Regions from separate parts of the Gossypium hirsutum genome. Here region 1 is linked to region 2. The links are chromatin contacts, called in public Hi-C maps. All regions are on one chromosome and are shown on one strand. The core of a region is the stretch at or near the end of the contact, and the rest is flanking DNA. Distances in the headings are between cores, read along the strand shown. Region 1 has its middle 3.0 kb from the start of LOC107892209. Region 2 holds the start of LOC107892211 (peptidyl serine alpha-galactosyltransferase).

The links. A called contact is a pair of places that touch in the nucleus more often than the background predicts.
Region 1: a contact with region 2 is called in a Hi-C map of leaf, with 3 times the contacts expected there. The contact joins the enhancer-like site here to the promoter of LOC107892211 in region 2. A contact is called at or near these places in 12 of 34 Hi-C or Micro-C datasets (anther, hypocotyl, leaf and 2 more).

What each region holds. Positions count from the first base shown.
Region 1 is chrD09:10,817,691-10,823,020 of Gossypium_hirsutum_v2.1, forward strand. No RefSeq gene overlaps it. Among protein-coding and RNA genes, the nearest start is that of LOC107892209, 3.0 kb to the right of the region's middle. Within about 2 kb of position 1,806, at least 1 of the 9 cell types and tissues checked has an H3K27ac peak or open chromatin away from gene starts, as enhancers often do. A contact at or near this core is called in leaf, where this site is marked.
Region 2 is chrD09:10,756,411-10,761,608 of Gossypium_hirsutum_v2.1, forward strand. It overlaps LOC107892211 (peptidyl serine alpha-galactosyltransferase), which reads right to left and starts at 2,325. Exons shown (of 8, transcript XM_041101785.1): 1 at 1,633-2,325; 2 at 973-1,143; 3 at 499-742; 4 at 182-382. The coding sequence starts at 1,931.

The sequences.
Region 1 (5,330 bases), core at 556-3,055, 61 kb after region 2:
ATGCTCATTTTATTATTGGTTATGAGTGTGTCAACTTGATTTGTTATTCTAGAACGTGCTTCGATTATGCTTGTCGAGACCACACCTTTGATTTGATATACTGAGATGATAAAGACACTTAGGTTTTAACCCACTTAACCTATAAAAAACCTGCCTATTGAATTAACCCTTAGTGAACCCTGTTGAGCCTAACACACATTTTCTTGATTAACCCGTGAATGTTAACTCATAACCCATTTTTTTTCGTTGTGAATCTTTCCAGTTTTATTGACCCCTTTTTTGTTGAGATTTGATTTGGCTAGTTGCCTAACTATGCTATTTGTTTGAATTGCTGAATTAATTCTTATTGTTCTACTTCAAAAAATCGAAAAAAAATATTGATTAATTCTTTGTTAATTGAGCTTGAATAGTTAATTTCATATTTTATTGAGAATCTCCTTTTTATTCTTGAATAGTATTGATTGATGCACTTTCTTTTAATTCAACATTTATTTATTTTTTTAGTTTGGTAATTTATCAACTCGATCTCGATTATAACCACTTTTTCTAGTTGTTTTTTTCACACCCTTAACCTAAGCCCCATTATAACCTCTTAAAGACTTTTTGATTAATGTGTCATATCATTTTATAGTGGTGGAAATTTAATTTTCAAGCAAGCCTATGGAAATTTAATTTTGAGTGAATATTTATTGAACCTTAAACACTTTGAGTGCTTTAAGTGCTTTGAGTGAATCTTTAGTGAGGATGTCAATTCTTGTTGATTGTGAATTAAAAGTAATTACTTAAATAAGGGGAGACACCTATGTTTTCATATTTTAAATAAATTAACTTTATTAAATATATATAATTTATGTTTTTTATGAGTTAAAATTAAATTAATTTTATAATAAAACTATTAAATTAATCATAGATACTTAGAAGTTTATTATTTAAAGGATAAATATTTGGTACACTGACAATATATTTTTATAAGACACATGTCAATCCCTAACCCTACTTATGTATCAATTTACCAAATAATATTCCTTATTTAATTTTTTTTTTGAAATTTCTAAATCGCACTTATCAAAGAAAGTTTAGAGTTAACAAAAAAGGAGGCATGTATACATTAAAAAAAATGCATGTAACTTTTTTAGTTTAAAGCTTTCTAAGATTTTGAACAAATCTTATGTAATTAAATTTTAAATATAATTACTTAATATTTTTATATTAAAATTATCAAAATTAACAATGTGTTTTTAAAATTTTAAATATTACTCACTTAATTATTTCTTTATTTTTACTGGTAACAAATTTTTTTTTCTTTTTCTTTTGTTAACATAATTATTTCTTTATTTGAAAACTCTAAATTGCTTTTATTTATTTAGATTAGAATAAATGTTATAACAGTAAAAATCAAAATATTTCATCAACGAAAAAGTTAAAAAAACTGTTAACCAGTAAAATTTAGACAGTAATAACAATCATTTTTAAAATATAGATAACCTATTAATTTTTTGATATTTTATAGGGACAAATATAGTGCATAACCGATTGAATAAAGTCCTATGTAGTGGGAATATTATAAACAAAAAATTTAATTGAATTAACGTTTTTCAAAACATCTAAATTATCATAAAAATTTTAGTCCTTAGAGTTGATTTCATAAAAGAAAGTAAATTTGGCGATGACTTCTTGGTTTGGGTAATCTTAAATTTGTTTCTTTAATTTTAGTTTTCAATGAAAAGATTGCATTAATCCGAGGGGTGAAACTGAACTCGTTGATGCAAAGCTTGTTTTTGATTCTTTGGTCTTAACTGGGCCAATCATGGCACACATATATAGGCCACTTCATCCCAATGAATCGGGCCTAATTTAAATAATTGGACCCTCCCTACTCTCATCGTAATGTAAGAAGTACACATAATATATACACCTACGTGTATGTATAGATATACAAACATATCATCAATGCATATTTTTATTTAGGGTAAACTAGTCACCCAATTATTATTAAGATTTGTTTAGTCACCAAATCATGAAAAATTACAAAATAATTATTCAATTATTTGATTTATTAACTACGTTGATTGGGTGACAGAAAGATAATATATGACATGATAATAAATTTAATTCTCAGCGTTTGCATATTGTAAATGTATCCAGTTAACGACAATAAACGAAACTTGCTAACTTTCTCAAATTGGCTTCTAGATTTTTTTATCACATTGATCCTTATGGTCAACACCGTTAGTTTTTAAATATTTGGGTGATGTGGCGAAATTAGGATGTGACACACGGACAAACAAGAAAACAACAAGTGTCTTCCTCTATAATTATTCTAAAAATTGTAAAAAAAAAACTTCAAAAATTTTAAAAAAAATTGTTTTAGAAAATATAAGAAATATATATTATAAAAATTCAAAAAATTAATATATAATTCAAAACATAAAACAAAACAATTAGTTAAAAATTCAAAAAATATTTTAAAAAATTCAATAAAAAGAGAACATATTGTTAAAATTTTATAAAATTTAAAAATTAAATTACAAAAATATTGATCAGTCAATTTTTTGAATCGTTAAATATTTTTTCATTTTTCTGTAATTTTCTAAAATTTTAAGTATATTTTAATATTATTTTTGTAAATTTGAACTGTTTTTTCAATTATATATATTCAATTTTCTTAACTTTTATAACTTGCATATATTACTTATATTTTAAAACTTATTTACATTTATTGAATATATATATTAGAATAATTAAATAGGAAGAAACATGTTGCTCCCCTGTTTGTTCATGTGTCATCATTGTGTTTAGTCATGTCACTCAACTGTTATAAAATTAATGGTGTTAATCATAAATGCTATCTTTAGAGGTTAATGTGATTCAAGAAGAATTAAGGACTAATTTGAAAAAAATTTACGAAGATCATGAGCCAATTTATATATTAAACTAGTTATTTTTTCATATATACTACCTTTTAGAGTGCAAAAGTAAATGATAAGGGAAAGATTTGGTTACTACATGGTTAAAATTCATGCGTTTACATGTGCGGAATAGAGGGTCGATCAAAAGCCTTGCTATTAAGTCTACTCTAGATGTGAATTAAAGTACTTTAGTTGTCCAATAGACCTGACAGTTCGACTTAATCCCAATAACTATTTTTTAATTAAAAAATTCTTCATATTTATATTAATTCTAAAATACATATTAATAAAATATTTTTAAAATTTTAATATCAAATGAATGATGAATTTGGATAAATGAATTAAGACAAATTTAAAAAGAAACCATTTTGACAAGAAAAATATTGAACTATGACTTAACTCAGGGCCAAGTCGATTGTAATATAATAATAAAAAAACTCTTCTAATATCTAAGTTTTACCCTTGAAAAATGTCTAACTTCTAAAATTGAAAAGTAGCTATGGAAAAAAGAAGCCAATATTATCATTAAAATTATTGGGAGTTAAGTCAATAGCTAACTATTGCTTAGCTTAGTGTATGTTGTCTTAGAATCCCTAAGATTTTATGTTTGTTTGAGAGAGATGAACCACTCTATGGCCTTAATGTACAAGACAAAAGAAGAAGGTCCTTTTTTTCTTACCAAAATGAAGAAAAGTCAAGTTTTGTAAATGATAGGAACACTTCAAAATCTTATCCCGTAAATAATTTAGTAATAAGTAAACAAATAAAAAACCCATGAAAAGGTTTTTATATAAAATAGTACTACTACTCCTATCTTGTGGGGCTTATGAAATTTGAAAACTCCTAATGAAATGTCCCACATAGATATGGCCATAGCTGTGCCATTCAGTCATATGGTTTTGGTTGTTTCCTCCCATACCTATAGTCATTTTTTCTTCCCTTTTTTAAATCAAAACCATACTTTTTTTTTTATAACGGAATACCAAAGAGAAAATAAAAAGGAAAGCACTTAGATCAAGTCATTAAGTTTACCGGATACACTCAAATCTAGTTTCTCTCGTTCTCACATAAAACATAAGAACAATCATCATCTAAGATATCATGGATAGAAAAGAGATAAGTAACAAATTTAAAGTAGTTCGACTATGATAAAATCGCCCACGCTAAAAAGAGAATTACTTTATATAAATCCAACAAAAAAAATAATTGAAAGCTAAAACTAATGTACAGACACACTTGTCAACAATCTAAATCCGATATATCAAAATAAGTATTTGAAAAAGCATACCATAATTGTCTACAATCAATTACCAAACCAATATCATCCACATGCAACAACTTAAGCTAAGAAAGAGTCTCACCAACCTATAATATGCATATATATTTTAAATCTTTATGTTTCCTTCAAAACCCAAATTTTATGCCTATATATTTTAAATCTTTATGTTTACTTCCATTTACATGTGAAAAAAAGAAGAGACTAAGGCCTGCCCTGGCAGCTTCTGATTTGCTCCATAGATATATTCTTCAATAAAGAAAACGAAAACATATAATATTATATTATGTTGGAGACATAAAAGTTAACCCATCAAGAAATTACTTCTCTCCGTGACCTAAAATTTCCAACTCTTTCTCATAGGTGTCATTAGAGTGCTTCGAATAAGTTAAAATATTTTCGAATTATTTAAATTTAATTTAATAAGTAATACCAATTCAAGTATTTTATTAATAATTTTGTACTTAAATATTTGTCATGTCCTGGGTTTAAATTTTGTTTTTAATTTGATATTTTTTTTAATCCTCAAAGAACAATGGACAAGGCAATGCAAAGAACACGTAAAATGTATAGAGAAGAAAACAATATGGTAATGCTTGGCAACGGAAATTTCATTTATTTCTGTTTTTCGAATTTTCTAAAGGGAAAAGACAAATTATTATAGCTGTCAAGAGTGGTATTTTATTTGCAACAGCGAAGCAATTTGTAGTTACTAGATATTATCATATTAAAAACAAATAGTGTTGCGTATACTTTATAAAAACATGTATATATATTTTTCTGTTAAAATTTGGAAAAAAAAGAGTTAATTTCATTAAATGTCCTCCAAGTATGATTCGAATTTTAAATTGGTCCCTATTGAAAAATATGGGAAGACTAAAGAAGTGTCTAAAGGAGTTATTGGAAATTTATTGAACCAAATTGCCTACTCCTTGAACCCTTGCGGCAAAATGACTTGTTTTCATATTTGTGTTATTGGAAATTTATTGAACTAAATATTTGGGATGTGTTGACACTACACCAAAACAGGTTTTTAGCGGCATTTTTAGTGGCGTTTGGACAAAAACGCCACTAAAAATCAAGCATTAGCGGCGCTTTTTAGAAAACGCCGCTAAAAATAAGCATTAGCGGCGTTTTTCAAAAAG
Region 2 (5,198 bases), core at 1,075-3,574:
AATAATCATAATGTTCTGGAAAAAAAGGTAATAAGCATGATGTTTAGTTCATGAATGGAACCAATCTCATGTCACAGGCTTTTTTCTTTTTCCTTTTTGGTAAGAGAAAAATACATCACATGCAAATAAATGAGCATTTTACAAAGGCATTTCTTAGTGCAAGGTTTAGATCTTAACTTACTTCTCTAGGATAAGGAGGCTCGGGAAAGAGTCGCCCACACTCATAAACAATTCCATCTTCATGGTGTTCTAATTTACTGAAAGACCAGTTTCCCACACTAAATGGCAAGCCATAATGTAGAAGAATAGGCTCAACACCCGGTTGTGGAGTATAGCCCGGGTAGATCATCAAGTTGTCATTAATCTTGTGCCTAAGTCCAGCCTGAAAAGAAAAGAACATAACCAGAATTAAAAGATGGACATAAAAATATCGCACACAGAAAGGCTGAAGTAAAGTTTTCTTTTATACTCTTTGTGGCAGTAAACAAAATAACATACTTCTGCTGCCCCAAACGAATAACCATACATCTCGCTAATCCAGCCTGTCCCATAGATGTCACCGGTTATATTAGTCCCCCAGTGAGCTCTGTCTTCTCGTACTTCTTCCGTCTTTGAAAGCCACAAAGGTGCTAGAACTCGAAGATCATCTATGTGCATGGCTAAGAGCCCACCAACCTTGTCACAAAGTTCTGGGTGCTTTGTATGCATTTTAGCCAAAATATTATCACATCCTATCAAGTACCTGGAGTACCAAAAAAATTATGAATATCTAAGTGAAAAATTCGAAAATGATCGTAGACAATATGCACAATGCAGAGAAGTACAAATTTCTTTCTCAATATCAGCCTTAGGGCATATGATAATTGTGAAACCAGAAAAAGTATCCGATGACAGAATGTTGAAGCATTATCACAACTACATGTAAAAATAATCCTAAGTTTTGGCATCAAAAAAATAATGAAAGTTCCATACCCATAATATGCAGCAACAGGGTGGCCTTTCTCTGCCCCAAGTTCCCAAGGTATAATCGGACCTCGGAGGATCATGTCCGCATCCAAAATCACTACCCAGTCGGTGCTCTGCGCATCTTTACTATGTTTTAGCCAGTGGACAATTCCAGCAGGTTTGTTAATTGCAGGATACCTACATAATCAAAATAAGTGTCATCCATGAAGTTCTTCCAGACTCCTATGATCTCTGTTGTATCAGAACTCCGATAAAAGTGTTAAAAAACGATAACACGATGAAAGCTACAATGAGAGAGTTTAATCAGAAAGGACACAACAGTGGACTCCATGCCTGAAGGAATGGGAAGTAAGCATGAAACAATGCAAGATGTTCATCATTCTTGAACCATTAAACATATGAAAAAGAAGTTGAATGAACATTCTTTCATAAGGTAAAGAAATTTGGTATTTTGAATTTTAATCCTTCTACTTTATTTAGGTTGACAACAACAACAATTCACAGACTTGATCAATTCCAAGAGCAATACTTTAATCAGAACAGCATACTTATTTGAATCATGATAGTTTTAGATCAAGGAAATTGAAATTAGAAAATGAAGAACCAAAGGAACCATTAAAGAACTTCAAACCCAAAAAAGAGCTAAAAGAGAGGGAGAAACTTTACCAATCACCAGTTTTAGGATGTCTACTCATAGAGGGAACTTCTAGAGTTGGAGCCAAATCCATCCCTTTATAATTCTTCTTCTCTTCCTCCGTACAGCTCAGTAACCGGGTCACTGGTCCGGGTTGCTGGGCCTTCTTGAAGCTGTGCATGAATCCGACGGTTTGCCAATCGAAGTAGTTCTGGCATTCCACCGAGAACAAAGTGTGGATCCTATAGGGAGCTTCAAGACCCGGGTTTTGACCCGAAATGAAACTAACCCAAAAGCTAACTAGCATCAGAAAAGCTAAGAAATTGGCCATTGGAAGTTGAATTTTCAAGGCCTGATTTGAAATGGGTAGTTTCTAAAAGATCTGGATTTCATGAGGGTGAAGAGATTGTAAGAAGTCAAGACGTTGAAAAATTCTAAATTTTTACAGGTAACAGATATAAACAGGGGAGATGGTGGCAAAGAAATGCTATAAAAAAATAGTTTTTGAGATTTGTATTAATTTAATTAAAAAAATGGAACGATTCTTTTTAACTATTGAATTGATAAAAAGAAAAAAGGATAAAAATCTGAATTGAGCAACTGTGTACGTCAAACAGAGGTAGAAGGAGCCGCCTGAGTTCATGAGACAGTTAAAATCAACCTTAAACGACACCAAGTGGTTGTCGTTCTCGACAAAAATCAATGCCACACACAAACTAAACTACTCGTAAGGAAAAAGAAAAGTCAACTACCAAAAGAGTAGTTTTGATTTCTGAACATATTTTTTATTTTAAAATTTTTTAAAAAATATACATATTTAAAAGCAGTTGGAAAAAAGGAATTTTCTTTATATAACTTTAAACCAAAGTTAATTCATAAATTAAAAACTCTTATTTTCAACTTTAATTTTACAAAACATTGAAAATAAGTTATTATTATTATTTTTAAAAGGTTCTACATATTTTCATTCAAACACATTTTTACAATAGATTTCATTTTCTATCACGTGGCGTAAAAATCACAAATTTAAAATAGATATATCTGTTTAAAAGTAACATACAAATAAACAACGAAACATATAGTTTGAAACTAATTAATTATAATAATACATGATATATGTATGATATTAAAATAAAAAAATTAGATTAAATTATGAGTAAAACAAAATTTAAACACATAAATACATCAGATATATAATACTAAATGCACTACAACTATTTATCATGGTTTTGTTATCAACTATGAGTTAGTATTTAGTTGATTTGTGATACCAACTCAATAAACAACATTATTAATATAAACAATTGATGGATATAATAAATTGTGTATATTAAAACAAAATTGTATAAAATGCATCAAAATGAAGCTTTGGTTGAATGTTAAATTTAAGGTTTTAATAATACAATTGATGTGGGTTTAAATATTACTATATGCATGTTTTAATTAGTTTTTGTTAAAATGAAAAGACTAAAATACCCTAAAATAATATAACATTTTTTAATTACGAAATGACATTTATTGTAATTTCCTAACTGAGTTAATAACCCAGTTGAAGGTGACACCAACTTAGTCAGGAGCTTAATAAATATTAGAAATTCTATCACATGTGTATATGTGTGGAAACCATAAATTTAAAACATATATTCTTGTTTAAATGTATGGTTTGAAACTAATTATACAAATGATGTAGATAATAAATTGTCTATATTAAAACAAAATTATATTAAATATATTAATATGAAGGTTCGGTTGAATGGTAAATTTAAAGTTTTATAACTCTAATTTGTGTAGTTTCAAATCTCACTATATGCATATTTTGATTGGTTTCTGTGGGAATGAAAAAAACTAAAATACATACCAACTCGATTAGGGGCTTAATAAATAGTAAGTATAAATATAAATTGTGTATATTAAAATGAAAATTGTATAAAATACATTAAAATGAAGTTTTAGTTGAGTGCTAAATTTAATATTTTAGTAATTCATTTAGCACAAGTCCAAATCTCAGCATATGCATATTTTAATTGTTTTTTGTTAAAAAAAAACTTGTTATGAATACCTTATTAAGTGGATGTCCATCAAGATCAAGATAAGTTTTTATGTACTTTAAATTCTAATAGTGTAACACCCTAAACCCGGCCTAGACGTCCAGTCCAAGTTAAGAGAGTTACATCGTTGATACTTAAATACCACACATATAACACAATAATACTAAACCATACTTCGCATAATATTCATCACAAGGATTAGTTAAGTATATAATCTTTCAAAGTCCTACTATCATAGTTTACCGAAATTCCTAAAGTAGTATTTAAAAGAAAGATAAAAGCTTGACTGCGCTTCCGCCGTGCCGACCTGTTCAAGACTGAGAACCACCTAAAATCCAACCAACAATAAAGTGAGTTGTAAACTTATTGCACAAAGATGTTTGTTCACATAAACACATTTACCAAACAATGTCCGTATTCAAGAATTCGATTTGAAAACAGAAACATTTCTAGTTCAGATTCAAGACAGAGTGATTTCAGATGCAGAAACAAATTTCAGTTTCATATACAGAACAGATCAGAGTCAGATGCAGATATTCCTAACCCCCAACCGCTACACACCATCTTCGTTCGTCCCAATACACCGTTAAGGGAGTTTAATACCCAAGCAATCCTACACACCATAGAGTGTCTGTCTGACATGTGTACAAATACGCAACTTAGCTGCTAGATCGTAATATGACGAAATGTCAGAATTAGAGTTATACATATGGTGACTTAGCCATTAATGTAGAACTGATCACTTCATTCTTCTTAATATCCCAACCTATGTATATGCAGAGAACCAATATCCACAAGATGTATTCAATTATTCTAATTTGTTCCACAAGTAAATAGCACAGTTCAATATCAGACTAAGCATCACAGTGCACATACAGGTACAAAATTCATGTAAAGGTCACAGGGTGTTAAAGAGTTATCATTCAGTCAAATTCAAACCATTCATATAATGGGGACATCAAAATCAGTCTTAAGTAACATTTATGGTCTCAAAAACATTTTTGGGCCCTTTTTATATACGCCACATGGCCTAGACACACGCCTATGTCCTTGCCCGTGTGGCTTACACGGCCTAGGCACACGCCCATGTCCTTGTCCGTATGGTTTTAAAGCATAAATTAGAGCGTTACACTGCTTGGGTACACACCCATGTGCTTGTTCATTTTGTCCTAAGTCACAAACAGTGAGTTACACGGCCTAAACACATGCCCGTGTCCTTTGCCTGTATGAACCCTTCACTAATATTGTCACACACAGCCTGGACACACGCCCATGTGCCTTACCCGTGTGACTCCCAATTGATGAATTGTGAGTTACAAGGCCATCCACACGACCTGTCACACGACCATGTAGCTCACATGGCCTGGACACATGCCCGTATGCCTGGCCGTGTGGCATCGACAACCACCATTTCTGGTGACCAAAACTTGTAAAAATTAAGGTTTTCGGTACGCATCTAGTTTTTCTTTGACGCAAAAACAATGCTGAGACTACCCGGAACCTAATTAACCATTCGACAATCAATCAATTGACTAAAATGACTAAATAAC